Regions from separate parts of the Oryctolagus cuniculus genome. Here region 2 is linked to region 1. The links are chromatin contacts, called in public Micro-C maps. All regions are on one chromosome and are shown on one strand. The core of a region is the stretch at or near the end of the contact, and the rest is flanking DNA. Distances in the headings are between cores, read along the strand shown.

The links. A called contact is a pair of places that touch in the nucleus more often than the background predicts.
Region 2: a Micro-C map of ear pinna shows a contact between it and region 1, with 15 times the contacts expected there. The contact joins the promoter of FAM227B here to the promoter of COPS2 in region 1. A contact is called at or near these places in 3 of 6 Hi-C or Micro-C datasets (ear pinna, psoas muscle and an unstated tissue).

Annotation. Positions count from the first base shown.
Region 1 is chr12:71,967,357-71,970,440 of mOryCun1.1, forward strand. It overlaps COPS2 (COP9 signalosome subunit 2), which reads right to left and starts at 1,471. Exons shown (of 13, transcript XM_002717813.5): 1 at 1,259-1,471. The coding sequence starts at 1,312. GALK2 (galactokinase 2) reads left to right here and starts at 1,536. Exons shown (of 10, transcript XM_008269030.4): 1 at 1,536-1,725. The coding sequence starts at 1,706.
Region 2 is chr12:72,385,438-72,388,821 of mOryCun1.1, forward strand. FAM227B (family with sequence similarity 227 member B) reads right to left here and starts at 1,708. Exons shown (of 16, transcript XM_070054161.1): 1 at 1,583-1,708. DTWD1 (DTW domain containing 1) reads left to right here and starts at 1,582. Exons shown (of 5, transcript XM_070054164.1): 1 at 1,582-1,730. It also overlaps the pseudogene LOC138844682.

The DNA of each region.
Region 1 (3,084 bases), core at 221-2,720:
AACTAAAGAATTGTCTAAATCTATTATGATTTTCAAGTAACAGTAAGCATTTCCCTATTCCTTTTACAAAATGTGCCTTCTTCTAGAATGCAAAGATTAATTTGAGATGACTTATGGACTGTCCTATACAAATATACATTACATACAAATTAAAAACAAATATATTCATAACTTGAGAATCTCGGGCACTAAGATGTTAAGATGAGACACACTTCCCAAAGAATCTACTTAACAACTTGATGATAATGCAGCATCATTACAATACATAAGAACCAAACAGCCCACATTAAAAGAAAATGAAAATAAAAATTAAAAAAAAAAAAGGCAAAAAGCAGCAAAGCAAAGCTGGCGCTAATTTTTGGTCAAGATAATTTGTCTTGGTTCCCAGATAATGTTTTTGAAAAGCAACCAGAAATGTTATTAAGCGCATTCTTAAATTAAACCTTCCATCTTTAAAAAGCACCAGTCAAGTAGGTAGATCCGTTTATTCCTACCCTGTTGATATTTTAAACTTTGAATACTGGGTAATTCCTAAGTTAAGGAAAAAGCCATTGGTTCAATCCCCTTACCCCTCCTCCAAAACAACAAGCCAGGCGGCAGCAGCAGCAACACCTCCTCCCCAGCTTTTCTCCTTAAAGAACCGAACACACAGTTCAACAACTTTTGCAGTTCTCCTTGTTCTGACCTGTCCACTGCACCTCTACCTGGGACCAGAACCGGCCCTGGACAAGACTGTGAGGTCGCTACCTCCAGGAGACTCACAAGTAGCGTTTCCGGGCCAGGCCTGGCAGCAGGATGGCCCCCCAGTTCTCAGACTCTTCTCCCAGCATTTAACAACCTGCTCAGTTCAAGTGTGAAGCACAAGGGCCCGGAATGCTGGGCCCGAAAGGGCAAAGCCAGGGCCTAGACCGCTGCACGGTCCCTGAGGCGTCTCGCGTGGAAGGGAGGAGGCAGGAGGCAGCGAGAACCGGAGGCCCGCGGTCAGGAGCGTCCGTGTAAACCAAGGAGGCGCCTGGACTCGGAACGCAATGCCTGGGACCCCCTTAGCAGCCTCCCTGACCCTCTCTTGCCCCCGTGCTGGAGAAGCAGGGCCCAGGCCCGGTGCGGGAAGGGGGAGGAGGTAAACCCGTCCTGTCACTACACCGGGACAAGCTGGAAGGGGCACATGCTCCACAGGGAAAGGCCGCGGCCACCACAGCCCCGGCCCGGAAAGCCAGACACCATCTCCAGTCCCAGCATTCCGTCCCCTGCGCCTCACCAGGTCGTAGTCCTCCTCATCATCGCACATGAAATCATCCTCCATGTCAGACATCTTGGCCGGGTGGGGGGAGGGGGAGGAGAAATTGGAGACAACCTCCTCCCACAATCCTCCGCGGCTCAGCGCGTCACTCCCAGCTTCTCTTCGCCTTCCCGTGGCTCTTAGAGGAGCTGCGTTTCCTCCCGGAACCAATGTGCTCAGCACCGAGAGGATTAGCTACGACGCCAAAAGGAGGCACACGACCCGGCTCTTCCTGCGAGACGGTTGGTGCCTTAGCAACTAAACATAGCAACTGGGGAATCGGAACCTTGCGCGCTGGTCGAGCAGTTTCCAGCCTCCAGCGTGAGGGAACAGTTCTCTTTTGCCTGCGAGTCTGGAACTATCTCATTCTGGTCAAAGAAAGAGCCAGTCTAGGACCAGAAGCCTTTCGCGGGTAAAAGGCAGAGAATGACCGTGCTGTATGACAGGTTGTATTATTTTTGCCACCGTTATCTACATGCATTTGGTCCACACGTTGCGGTGGATGTTTTGTGATGGTTCGCGACCCTTTCAGCAACACAGTTGACACGCAATGTTGGTTATATTTGTAGTCGGGGAAACAATTAAGTGGATATCTCAAAGTAGGTATACTCGTATGTCAACAGTTGAGGCGCCTTAAATCTTATTGGGTTATAAACTGACCTTTACTGCCTTGACGAAATTAAGGTAATAGTTAACGACCTATTTTTAAAAGTTGCATTTTTCTTGCACAAAGCCATGAGCAGAAAAAAGAGAAAATATAAGAGGAAAAACTGTTTATCAGACAGGTAGCTTTTTCCATATCAACGTCCGGTTTTGTTCCTTTTAGTCTATAAACATAGTTGTGGCCCAGATGTAATTTTGGATTCTGTTTACACCAATTTTGTAGAGGCAGGGGCCGATATATTCTTGACAATTACTGTTTCAATGGTTATGTAATAATCCCTCCTTTGCATGTAGCAGCATGCTCTAATTTATCCATTATTACTGTACATCCAGCATGTTGCAAAAATAGCACTATTTGAAACAATTCTTAAGTGAATATCTTTGACATTTTATTTTTTCTTAGAAAAAATATCCAAGAAAAGGAATTACAGTCGGGTTTTTTAATACTCACTGGATGTTGTGTCATAATTCTTATAAGAGCAGTAAGGCAAAGCTAGGAACCTGCAGCCCAATTCAGGCCTCCCACTTAGGTGGAAGGGGCCCAAGTACTTGAGCCCTGACCTGCTGCCTGTCAGAGTGTGCATTAGCAGGGGTTGAATTGGAAGTGCAGTGGAGACTGAAACTCAGGCACTCTGATAAGGGATGCGGGAGTCAGGTGGTGACTTTATGCTGCCCCAAATACCTACCCTCACATAGATGGGGCATAGATGGCGCCACAAGTAACATGGTGCCGTTTTACTAACACATACTGATTCCATGTGTAAAACTGTGTGATGATTCACATTGAATTTATTTACATAATTTTCTGTTTTTAATTGGAATTCCTTACTCCTGTAATGAGGAAAGGATCATGCAAGTAAATTGGTGACTAGGAACACTAGGAAAATGGATGCTGAGTTTTGAGCATAATTTCCTTGGCCATAGCCAAATTTATTAAGCCCAATTTGGAAATTTGTTAAAAGCAAATGAAAAGGCATTCACAGTCCTTAGCATGCTATTTGGGTACATAGGTATTAGTAAATGCTTATTGAATAAACATGTGAATGAATTAATCTTTTTGTACAGGGAATGTGGAGAAATCTTTCCTGTCCTTAGGAGTCCATTTAAATGTTATCTCATTTACAGAGCCTCTCCTGAATACT
Region 2 (3,384 bases), core at 458-2,957, 420 kb after region 1:
AATTTATGTACTATTTTTAGAGCTGACCTCCACAGGTTCTTGTATAATTTACCACACTTTCTATCTTGTCAGAGAAGTTACAGACCCTAAGTTCTAGAAGGCTACAGAACCAGTGAAAATAAACCTGAATCCATGAGTCTTGAGTCAACCTTTTTCATCTGACTAGCAACAATCACAATGGATCTTTTGCGAGAATTCAGTTAAAGCAGTAAATTCACTGTCAGTTTTTTTCTTTTTCCTAAATGGCTACAAAGTCTTTGCTAATCTTTTGAGAAGTAGGACTTTTGTCTTTCTCCAAAATCTGGACAGGACTTGTGAGGGAAAGAAGCTAAAGAAACTGACACCATGTTATGGTCTGGATGTAGCTTAGCGTGTCCTCCAAGGGGTCATATGTTGGACATCTGGTCATCAGTGTGTGGATTTTGGGATGCCATGGAACTTTTAAGGGATGGTGGAGGTGGTGGTGGTGGTGGGTGAGGTGGGGGCTCCTGGAAAGTGATTAGTTCATTCTGGTCATTGCCCTGGGTAATGCTGGTCTTAGAAAGTTAGTTGGTTCCTTTAAGTGTGGGTTATAATAGCTAAATATGACTTCCTGTCTCTTTATCTCTGCTGTAGGAACTCCTGATATCCTGATGCCATCTGCCACGAGACCCTCAAGAAAGCCAAGAATAAGCCAGTGCGTGCTCCTGGCCCTTCAAAACTGTGACAATAAAAAATGGACTAAAGCAAACTGTTAGTTTTTGAGGTTAGGTCAGAAAAGCACATGCAGTTTCTGCCCTGTTTATTTAAATACTCCTTTTGAAGACAAGGGTCTAAACTGAAGTCTGACAGTGCTACTGCCATTCTGGGAGGAAGCCCAGGCCACATGGAGGAGTTGTAAACAGGAATTCTGGTAGCATGCCTAGGCTCACCAGTTGTTACCATAAAAAAGGCCAACATATTGTGCCCCACTGACCATACAGCTCACGAATATAATAAAATGGTCATTTCAAGCTGACATATTTTGGAGTAACTGGTTCCTTACAAATAACAACCCCACACGCTAATAATTAAATATATAATTTACTTTTTAGTCTGTGCAAACTAGTTTGATAAAACTTAAGATTTAAGTTTAAAAAAAAAAGAGAGAAAATGGCTGTGAACTATTCCTGGTTAAAGACTTTGCTTTTGCTGCTTTTTATATCCAGAAGGGCAAACTCCATAGTATAATCTTTCGATTTTTCTAGTAGCTTTCAGCACTGCGTAGCACATGAAACACTTGATACAGAAAAGTAACAGACCCAAGTTCTCACAATTTAAATACACCGAGGATTGGTAAAATGGTCAGTGTTCAGTGGGGTCAGCACTGGTTCACAGCTCACTGCAACTAAGCCTTGAGAATGCATTCCCAGCACCGCGTTCCCGTTTTGATGTCCCAGTCAGCCTCGAGCGAGCTCTGCGCCAGGACGGCCGGGGTGAGGGCCTCGCCCCAGCGGCCCAAGCCCGGCTCCCACAGAGTCTCTCAGAAGGGCTACAGGGCCCGAGGAGAGAGAGGCGGAGGCGGGACTTCCCGTCTAACCCCGCCCCGCCGCCCGTCAGTTACCTTTGCCGCGGCAACCGCCTAGCTCCTCCCTCGGGTGTCTCCCGGAAAGCGCTCCGCTCGGTCCGTGCGCGGTCACGGCCCGGCGCGCGCCTCGGGCTCGGGAGGCGGAAGACTCGTGGAGCTGCGCGAGAACCCGCGAGCTGTGCAGGTGTGATTAATCCCACTCCCATCCCCCGTGCGGGTCTGCGCGCCGCTTCAGCGGTCTGGCCCGAGCCGCGCGGCCGCGGGAAGTGGACGCTCCTGAACAGGGCGCCAGCGGAGGACGCGCTGGTTGTCGCCTGTGAGGGCAGCCCTGGTCCCTGCCTCTTGGGTTTGTAAGATCTAGCGGGCCCTTTCGGAAAAAAAGCTTACAGATTTTTCCTCAAAAAAAAAAATTAAACAGTGATTTTCGGATTTTTCTGTCCTAAGGAAAGTGTTCCTTCAGACTCCTAGAAACTCCATTTTTTTTTTTTTTTGTCTTTGGAGTGGTTTGTGAAGGGTCAGTCATCTCGGAAGTCCAGTACAGTTGTGGGAATAGGCATGCCACGCGATGTATTTAAAATATTAATATTGTGGCTACATAATAAGCAACGGAGTCTGTTTGTTGTGTCTGAATTATTTCTTGTGAATGTAGATAAGGAAGGAAGTACATTAACATTTTTTCGGGCGCCAGTTCTACAGAGTTAGTGTAATAAATTTGGGAACTGGTTTAAGATCACAATATGTAAGGACTGAAGTCCAGTGTACGAGGAAAAAACTAAAGCAAGTCGTCTATCAGCCTATCAGTGGGTGCTGTGGGAGGGCCTATTTGTCATATATATGTCATATATGGTCCTATATATCATATATATGTAGCTGATACCTTAGATTTCAGACAATGGATGTTGGATGTGATTATATTATGGCACTAGGTTCTTAAAAATACTCCAGAAAGAAAATTTGAAGTGGATTTTATCTAGTACCGAATTAAAAAGCAAAGAACGGTTTCTGCTGTTTTGTAAAGCAAAACAAAACAAAACAAAAAATGTTTTGCCAGGCTGTCACTTGTGCCAGGCTCCAGATAGCCCACGAAGGTAGTTTTTCAGGTACTTAAGCAGCAAGGTGTGTACCAGAGTCATTTCGCAAAATGGCTTTGATTTCATTAGTGTTTGTTGAATTCTAAGTGCATTAGATTAAGGGATAGGTGAGATCAAGAAAGAATTCTGCTGTTACACAGTTGAATCTCCTGGGAGGGACAGCCTCACTCAAAGGTACCTCCAAATTAAGTGTATTTTTCCATGTCAAATATGTGGAACCAATAATAAGTGCTCAAAGGTAAGGAGCTGTAAGAGTGTCCTGACCCATCCATGAGTTATTAGGAACTGAATCACTGTCCTGACTTTGAGACTGAAAATACAAGGTTCTATGCAGGATAAAATTGATGCAGCTTGGTGTCTTTAGTTAGTTTTTGGGGGAAATTGGGTAGAAAGAGGAATAAAAATTTGTTTTTAGCCTAAGTTGCAGAATGATGGATGTAACATCAAGGTTCTAAAACTATTTAATAGTTCCCTAAGAATAGTCTTTTTATGTTTTCTGTCTTTTTAACTCCCAGGACTTCAGTTGTATTTCCCCACACATATTTGATGCTAATAAGTAAGCCTTGAAGGTTTTGAATAACAAAACTGCAACAAATGATTGGTACACATTGAAGACAGGCTGTTGGCTAGGTCAGGACAGACGCTGTGATCATATGGTGTCAGAGACTCTTGAAGGGAGCTGCAGTATTATAACTGCTGGCCTCTTCTATGTGGCCACCTCAGCCATAGGTGAGAGTGTGTAGGTGA